Regions from separate parts of the Mus musculus genome. Here region 2 is linked to region 1. A link is a contact called in public Hi-C data. All regions are on one chromosome and are shown on one strand. The core of a region is the stretch at or near the end of the contact, and the rest is flanking DNA. Distances in the headings are between cores, read along the strand shown.

What was found. Hi-C and Micro-C count contacts between places; a contact is called where the count stands out from the background.
Region 2: a contact with region 1 is called in a Hi-C map of bone marrow-derived macrophages, with 2.7 times the contacts expected there. The contact joins two enhancer-like sites. A contact is called at or near these places in 1 of 39 promoter capture datasets (macrophages), 1 of 484 Hi-C or Micro-C datasets (bone marrow-derived macrophages), 1 of 115 datasets of contacts at active chromatin or transcription factors (the HPC-7 cell line) and 1 of 9 other capture datasets (macrophages).

Annotation. Positions count from the first base shown.
Region 1 is chr17:48,183,219-48,187,896 of GRCm38.p6, reverse strand. No RefSeq gene overlaps it. Among named protein-coding and RNA genes, the nearest start is that of A530064D06Rik, 18 kb to the right of the region's middle. Within about 2 kb of position 2,481, at least 41 of the 459 cell types and tissues checked have an H3K27ac peak or open chromatin away from gene starts, as enhancers often do. A contact at or near this core is called in bone marrow-derived macrophages, where this site is marked.
Region 2 is chr17:48,340,190-48,344,867 of GRCm38.p6, reverse strand. No RefSeq gene overlaps it. Among named protein-coding and RNA genes, the nearest start is that of Trem2, 3.9 kb to the left of the region's middle. Within about 2 kb of position 2,812, at least 12 of the 459 cell types and tissues checked have an H3K27ac peak or open chromatin away from gene starts, as enhancers often do. A contact at or near this core is called in bone marrow-derived macrophages, where this site is marked.

The DNA of each region.
Region 1 (4,678 bases), core at 1,232-3,731:
TTTGCTATTCTTATTCATTACAGGTGATGCCTCTCCTTTGCATATCGTTGAGCTGAAAGTTTTGGTGAAACTCAAGATAAGGGGCTGCTTTCTCTTGAGCTGAGGAATTCAAAGTTTCCTCTTTTGTAAACTCCACCCATAATGCAAAGCAACTGTACTGATGTGAGCTGTGCAGATTTTAGCACCTTATGTCAAGGCTTGGTAGCCAGCTTCAGAGTTCCCTATGAACATGGAAGTATGGGTGTGAGCTCCTGAGCCCACAGCAAAACCTGCACCGGGTCACAGTCTGAGGAGAGAGATCAAGAGGGATAACAATCATGTCCAGGATCCAGAGTTGCCCTGGGTGGGTAAACAGAAGCAGGAAGGGCTCAGTGCCCCTGCAGTGGCCTTTCAGAGAAGTCTCACCAAACTGCAGTTACTTCTGTTTCCCTCTTTTACACAGAGTAGATGGTATTTACAGTTGACCAAAGTTTTTACCTTCCCCTCTCTTTGATGCCCACTTGGACAGAGCCTCTTGGTTTTTTGGTTTTTTTTTTACCTTAAATTATTGTTGCCAGAAAAAAAAAAAAAAATGAAGCTGACCTTTATCTTTGTTGTCCACATAGGCAGCCACGTCTCTTTCCAGGGAGTCCTTGTCTCCCTGAGAGGTCAGGGTCAGCATTGACTGGCACAATTATTTGTTTGTTTTCTTTTAGTGTTGAGAATAGAACCCAGGGTCCTGAACATGTCAGGCAAGTACTATACCACAAAGATGCACCCCCAGCCACCACTGTCGCCACCATCACCATATCATCATCATCATCACCATCACCACCATTGTCATCATTGTTGACATGACCTCATTGTCATCACATCACCACCATCATCATCGTCATCAACTTCTCCCTGTCTAGCTTACGAAAGAATGAGACTCAGACTGGTAATTTTATTTGACTTCAACAATTACTGGGGGGTAAACCCCTAATCTACTTTTTTAACTGCCGGCCTCGCTACCTCCCTAGTGATGTACCCCCAAACACTTGCTGTTTCTCTTGACCATGTGCTCATGGTGCATCTCCACTCATGGCAGCTTTCTCTCTCTGCTGTCTGTCCATCTTCCTTCCTCTGCAGCCCCTAACCAGGCAACTCAAATTCTTTTCACCTCCTATTCCTCCAGTAATTGGCTGTAGTCATTTTTAGGGAGGAATAAGGACAGCAACCAAACCACAAAACCTTCAGCCCAAAATGTATCCTGCCTACAAGATGTGCAGGGACAAAGATAGAGCAGAGACTGAGGGAATGGCCAATCCATGGCTGCCCCAAATTGAGACCAATCTCTGACACTATTAATAATACTCTGTTAGGCTTACATAGCCTAGCATAACTGTCCTCTGAGAGGCTCCACCCAGGAACTGATGGAAAGAGAGGCAGAGACCCACAACTAATATTAGATGGAGCTCGGGAAGTCTTATGGAAGAGGTGGAGGAATAATTGAGGAACCCAAAAAAGACAGATACTCCACAAGAAGACTAACAGAATCAACTAACATGGACCTTTGGGGGCTCCCAGAGACTGAACCACCAACCAATGAGTGAGCACAAGCTGGACCTAGGGCCTCTACCCATATGTAGCAGATGCTCAGATTGGTCTTCACATGGGTCCACCAACAACTGGAGGAGGGACTGTCCCTGAATCTGTTGCCTGCCTACAGGAGCCTAGCATAACTCTCTTCTGAGAGGCTCAGAGCATCCAGCAGCCAATGGGAATAGTTTTAAATTAAGGAATAAGGTTTGAACAACAAAAGCTGGTAAAAATGAGAATTCACTTAGAGGCAACTAGATCCTTGGGTACCAAATTTAGCATTACAATACATAGCTGCAGACCAGACCTCAACAATTCCCCTTCTTGTCTCAATAAAAAGGCTCTTTCTCTTATAATAATAAACAACATACAGTAGGAACAATTGTGAATTAATTATGAAAATTATTAGATAAGAGTTATATTCAAAAAGTCCAGTCTGTTTGTATTTGGCAACCCAATGAAGCTTGAGACCAGGATAGAACAAGGAGTGAAGTATCAAAGGGACAGCTGGAGTGTAGAGAGAGGGGCAAGGTAGCAGTGGAAAGAGAAGGGGTGAGAAGAGACAGACAGAGAGAGAGAGAGAGAGAGAGAGAGAGAGATCAAGGGAGTCTTTCTTTATATATAGGTGATGACATAATCACAGGTAAAGGTGAGAGGTGAGCCAAGTGGATTCTGGGAATATGGTGGCTATTGCCTTGGCAACAGGTCTTGGGGTCCCTCTTATATGATGTCACGGGTTTCAGAGGTCCTGATACCAATATACCTCCCTTCTTGTTATTATAAGGAGAAGAGAAAACAAGGGAGGGGGAAGCTGATGGTGAAAAGGGAACAAAGGCGTTGTGTCTCTTAAGCTGCTTCCTGCTGTCTAGGAGCGTCATCAATTTGGGGGTGTAGTTGACTTTCACCATCGGGATTCACTTGGTAAATATTTGCATCAGGTTCCTCTGTGGACAGAGGTTCTTCTGTGGGCAGCCGCTGGTAATCCTGTAACAGGAACTGATTCATAGTTTGCTTAGAAATTTTATGTATTTGTCATTGAAGGAATGTAGAAACAAGAATAATGAGGCAGAGAGCAAATAATAACACGAGGAGGATGACTAGAAAAGACATTAGAAAAGGGAGTATCCATGTCCATTTAGGGTTTTCAAAAATCCCAGAACTGGAGGTCTCACATTCCCTGAAATTCTTTATGTCTGACTGTAGCTCCTGGATTTTATTTCTTACTATCCCAGATTGGTTGACATAGAAACAGCATTCTTCTTGGAGGAACAGGCAAAGACCACCTTCTTTAGCTGTCAGGACATCTAGCCCCTTTCAGTTCTGAAGCACCATGGCTGTCAAAGAATCTATCTGTTTCTGGATAGTAAGCACAGTTTCAGTCATTTCTTGAAGATCACTTTTAAACTGGAAAGTGAATGTATCACATTGGATCATGGAAGTTGTTATCTCTGCAACTCCAGTACCAGCACCTATGGCTATTCCCATAGTGACCAAGAGAGGCACGACCTGAACTGCCCTCTTATGTTGAGCAGCTATCATACCTCAAACTGGGATTGGCAGGGACTCATTACCCTGGATTACTCCCACTTCAGGGAAAAGGAGTATCAGCGTGCAAACTCCTGACCAGCTGGCAGGTAGGTGATGATATGCCTGAGTACCACAAAGAATTGACGTGTTCTGGACTGCAGGGCATTGTGGCAGAGATGAAATATCAAGGGTTGTAGTTCTATTGCATTTTAAGACCTCCAGGGAGCTCAGCGTTCCTACAGAATGAGTCCTGGAGGTCTTAAAACAGTTTGCCACGCCAAAGAGAAGGATGGAGGTAAGGAATGGAGTCATGGCAACATTGGAGTCAGGGCAGCTGACAAAGGATGAGGTGAGGTTACTTGGCAGTATCACCAGAAATGCTGTAAGTAACAATTGTGAGGTAGTTCCAGAGGGTACACATAACCAGCAATCTTTAAAGTGTCCAGGTCTGGTGACATTAAGGAGTTGGTATGCTGAGGTTAAGGTCTGAAGCAAAAGGCAAAATGACAAGGTAGTGCCATATATAAGGGGTGACGTCACAGAGGTAAGGACCTCGGAGGAGTGTTTGATTATCTCCCCTACTTTTTCGATATCTAGGGGTTGGGCAGTTGAGACATACTTTCTCTGGATATGAATAGTGCTTACTGGGGACCTGGGCTGACTTTTACGGTAGAGCTTACCAGCAACTCCTGTCTTCCCCTTGGAATCCCATGGGTCTTGTATGTAGAAAAAGAATGTCTTGTGGTGTTGGTAGAAGAAATGATTGGTCCATGATCCTAGCATATGTATCTGACAAGACAAATATGGGCAGCCCCCATATTTATCTGGCCATTTTCCACAACAATTTTTCTAGTCAAAGAGAAAGCAAGTATAGAGATAATATTTAGATGGGATAACAGATACAGAGATGATATCCATTTGGATCGGTTCCTGGCATCTGGCTATGGAGCAGTTTCCTGGCCCTATTTGGAAAGACTGTTATCTGGGGGAGGGGAGTTCTTGAACCTCAAATCTCCAGATGTAAGGGCTGCCCTGGATGGAAGCAAACAACAAGGGGAAGACGAGAAACCCATGTCTAATCCAGTGAGGTTGAGCTTGGCTGCCGGAGTGGAGTCTCATTTTCTGGGATTGGGGACAAGATGGGTGTTCTCGATGTTCTCCTGAAGTTAACAGAGCAGTCCTTAAAAGGTCTCTGCCATTTGGGAAAAAGGGTGATGGCTGATGATCTGGAGGGGATAGAAGGACTTGGTCTCCAATGTTGACAGGCAGTGGACAGGAGAGTAGCAGTAGATGGTGGTCAGCAAAGTTCCATAGGAGAGAACAGATGTGGCAAAGTAATAGGGTGAGTAGGTGGCCTGGGAAGGGAAAGCATTTAGATGAAAGATAAGGAGTTAGGACTGGATGTCCATATATGAGTTCAAAGGGTAAAATGAGGAGAAGTCGCTTGGGGAGAGCCCATAACCTGAAAAGAGCCAGAGGTAGGAGTTTTACCTAATCAAGGTGAAGTTCTTGTGACTGCTTAGCAAGAGTGATTTTTAAAGAACAGTTAGTTCTTTCTACATTACCTGAAGATTGAGGGTGGTAGAGAATG
Region 2 (4,678 bases), core at 1,563-4,062, 160 kb before region 1:
AGGGGTGGAGCTCAGAAGATCTGAGGGCATCCCCAGCCTGGAAACAGAGCTGTGCCAGAGGTCACGAGCTAAGAAGCCAGGAGACTGGAGGTGCATTACCTGGCTCTTTCTGGTCTCTGTTGTCATGATTGTGTCTATTTATTCCTCTTTTATGGTCAGGGAGTACACCTGGGGTGGGAACTCTTAGGGAACAGAAGACAGCTCTACAACAGGACAAACAGTCTAATGCACAGAGTGGTCCTAAATCACTGGACAGGAACCATTCTTGGTGTGTGTGTGTGTGTGTGTGTGCGTGCGCGCGCGTGCGTGCTTGTGTGAGTTTGACGAAGTCAGAGGTGTCTTCCTCAGACACCATCTATTAAGGTCTAGGTAAAATGTTAAGGCCTAGATGGAATGTTAACATTTTATGCTGTTACTAGTATTATAAGGAAACTTTCTCCTGTGTTGTTTCTGCTGTTACTAGGAAACTTTTTCATGTCTAAGTTGATTACATATTCTGTTACGTTTTGTGCCCTAGGAAATCAGTCACGATAGTAGTCAGTAGAACTGCGTTATGTAGTTATTACCCATAATAAGCTTGGACCTGAACCACCCACCCAGCAGCACTTCCTGCACCTGTGTATAAGCTTTTATGATATTTGCATTCACAAGCTGCCCCTGGGATGGACCCCAACATAAGAGAGACACCTGCACCAGTATAAGAAACTATTCGAAATAAGACTTCCATTTTGACTAGGGGTCGAGTAAAGTTTAAGTTCCCAAGACCTCCCTGGAAACTGACATCCTACTTGGCAGAAAGAGAAACGACCATGGGTAACTAACACCCTGGCTGGCAAGTTAAGGCATGAATATTAGACAAGTCCCCTGCCACAGTTGAATACCCCAACCAATGGGAGCAAGATAAGTGTACAGCAAGGACATGTTCCAAAGGAAATCCCCTAGTCCTAAATCCAGATTGGTGGCATAACTTGGCATAGATGTTTGTTGATTTTAGGCTTAAAAACCCTATAAGATCTTAACTCAATGTCACAGTTGAGTTCCTGAGCCCGAATCTTGGCACTAATCAATCCGTCCTGGGGCATATGCTCAATGAACTATCCCTATCTAAACTGAAATAGGTCTGTTTGTGAGACAACTCCTGGACACAAATACCATCTACCTTATCTTTTGAGGCAGGGTCTCTCACTGGGCATGAAATTCACCAACTGGGCTATACTGTCTGGTCAGTGAACCCCAGGGATTCACCTATCTCTACCTGCCCAGATCTAGGATTATATATACACACCACTACACCTGTGTCCTTTTTACTCCAATGACTGCATCTAACCGTAATGATTTATGTTACATAATTTTATATATAGTGGATAAAAACTCATGATCCTGAGATTCACCAGAGAAAACCAATTCCACCATTTTCAGCCAGATTTGAAAAAAAGTTATAGTAGATATTAAATACTGACCAAGAGACGGACTTTGGTCAGGACCATTTCCTGGAATTTCCCAGATAAATCCCCCAAGAAAAGTGTTGCAGGGGTTGATAAGACCAAACCTACAGGCCACTGTACTTTCCCAAGGGGTGTTGTTATTTTCCAAAGAACTACAATTCCCAGCATTCCAAGAAGTTACTGGGTCCTTGGGCAGGTGGGGCTTATTGGTTAATTTTGAGCATTACACAACATATTTAATGATATATCATAACACAACATATTTAATGACCTAAGACTATGAGGACGAAATACTTTTTAGCATATTAGCTATATAAAATACAGTTATGAGTTTTTCCATCAAGACCTATCCACCACATGTTGCACATTTTGTGTTAGGTGTATCCCTCCCCAAGTATCTTCCTATGAAACAATGAGAAAAACATGCAATGTTTTCACCTGGCTCTTTTTTTCTCTTTTCTTTTCTTTTCTTTTCTTTTCTTTTCTTTTCTTTTCTTTTCTTTTCTTTTCTTTTCTTTTCTAAAAAAGATTTATTTATTTGTTTGTTTGTTTATTTATTTATTATATGTGTGTACACTGTAGCTGTCTTCAGACACTCCAGAAGAGGGCATCAGATTTTTGTTACGGATGGTTGTAAGCCACCATATGGTTGCTGGGATTTGAACACAGGACCTTTGGAAGAGCAGTCGGTGCTCTTAACCGCTGAGCCATCTCACCAGCTCTTTTTTTTTTTTCTTTATGTCTGTCTGTCTGTATTTATTTATTTTTATTAGCTATTTTCTTTATTTACATTTCAAATGTTATCTCCTTCCCTGGTTTCCCCTCCAAAAGCTCATATTCCCTCCCTCTTCCCCCCGCTCCCCAACCCACCCACTGCTGCTTCATGGCCCTGGCATTCCCCTATATTGGGGCATAGAACCTTCACAGGATCAAGGGCTTCTCCTCCCATTGATGACAGACTAGACTAGGCCATTCTTTGCTACATATGCAGCTAGAATCAACAATATGAACTAACCCCCAGAACTCCCTGGGATTAAGCCACCAACCAAAGAAAACACATGGTGGGCCTCACCTGGCTCTTTATGTGGGCTCTGGAGAGTGAACTCAGGTCCTCTCGCTTGCAAAGGAAGTACTTTCTGACAGAGCCATCTCCCAGCCCCCCACAATGTATTATGCATTTTATAGGTTTAAGAAAACGGATACAAACTAGTTGGCCCACACGGTTGGCAAGGACAGCTCCTCTGTCCCTATTTTTAATCTCTAGTTCCCACTAGTTCTTTTTTTTTCTTTAATCTTCCCTTGTATTTTATTTGCTAAGGAAACCAGATAGTTTTTATCTTGCAGGGTTGTCTACAGTGTGTAGCCTGCTGATTCACCCCAGTGTTGCTTCCTTTTCTCCTCTGGCCTCTACATTTCCTTAAGTTGACTTAGCTGTGAGGAGAAGCTTTGTAAATAGTCATAAATGGTGCTAGGGTCCCAGGGGCCTCAGCCAAGGGGCAGGTTTTTTTTTTTTGTTGGTTTTTTTTTTGTGTGTGTGTGTGTGTGTGACAGTAGCAGTTTTTGCTTAATTCATTAGGGGCTGTGAAGGTGTGTTGCTGTAGTTGACTAAAGCTACTCAAATGAGTTCCTCGCTACCGGCCCCAGTGCTCTGGATTCCTGAATGAAAGACACACACACACACACACACACACACACACACACACACACAGCCTTCTATTTAATATGCCTTAAACAGTTCAATGACTGAGCTACTCCCAGACTTCCACGTTGCTAATGCCTCCCCTCCAATACTCCTAAGTTATTACTTCCTAAAATCTATAGTCCATCTTTGTTACCCTAGACCAAACGGGGGAGTGGGTGGAGGGAGTCCTGGGGCCATTTTCCCTAGGCTCTTACATGATTGGTGTGCTCTCTCTTCTGCAGCTCTCAAGCCTGGATCTTATTCCTTTCCCAGCATGGTGATTCTCCTTTCTCCTTGGTCCCCTTGCCTCTGATTCCTAAAGTCCTGCCTCTGTTTCCCTGCCCAGCCATTGGCCGCTGGTAACTTTATTTTCAAATCAGAACCAACTGGGGGCAGGGGCTCTCAGCATCTTACATTCAGATTCTTGTGCAATTTTGGGAACCCAAATAACGTAATGAAAGTGTTAGACCAAATCCACAAGAGAGGTGAATGTCCCTTCTTCACAGGTCACCCAACACTTCTGTGAGACACACTTGCTCAGAAAAGCAGGAGATGAGGGGTGGGTGAGATGGCTCAGTGGTTAAGGCAGCTGCTGTTCAAACCAGATGACCCAAGTTCATTCCTTGGGGCCCACCCAAGGGAGCAAGGAGACACAGAGTTGCCCTCTGACATCACATGTATGCCCACACATCACACACATACACATCAATGTGTGTATTAATAGTTAAGTAATTTTAATAATAAGTAATTTTTAAGTGACAAAAAAAAGGTGAAGAGCAGTCTGTGCTGCACACCTGTGATCCCACCATTGGGGACACATGGTGCACTGCACACCTCTGACCCCACCACTGCACACCCGTGATCTCACCACTGGGGAGGATGAGGCACAGAGCAGCCATCTCAAAATAAAAAGCAGGAGTGCTTCATTCTCTCATTTATAAACTGTTTTGTTGTTGATTGGTTGTGTTTGGTTTTTACACAAGTGTACTGTTTTATTGGCAACTCTGGTTACCAGTAATGTTTTAGGTATAAAGAAACGAGGTAAATAGATTTGATGCATTTAAGATTCGATGTACTTAAATAGACTTGATACATTAAATAGATTGATACATTTGATACATTTACATTTGAAACAGCTTAACTTTAAGATGCATAAATTTGCTGACAGCAAACTCAAACAGATCTGCCTGCCTGTCTCTCAAGTGCTGGGATCAAAGGCACCACCTCTCCAGGCACTGTAGTTGTTGTTTTTGTTGCCATGGGAATCACTCAGTCTTTGACCCCTGGCTAGTTACTGAGTCCTTCCAGTTGATTTAAGCCCACCATCTTCCTAGCCACATGGCATGACAAGATGTCTCAGGCCTGGCTTCTTCACTTCTTATTTAGACTTGGCTCAGTCCATTTCAGGCAACGCTGTTGCTATTTTTAGTGAAAATGAGTATTTTAATGCCAGGCCTGTGTCTTTGTTTCTTCTCCCATGGCTGTGATAAAATACTCAGACGAAAGTGGCTTTAAAATGAGATGATGCATTTGGCTTGCCATCCCAGCTTAC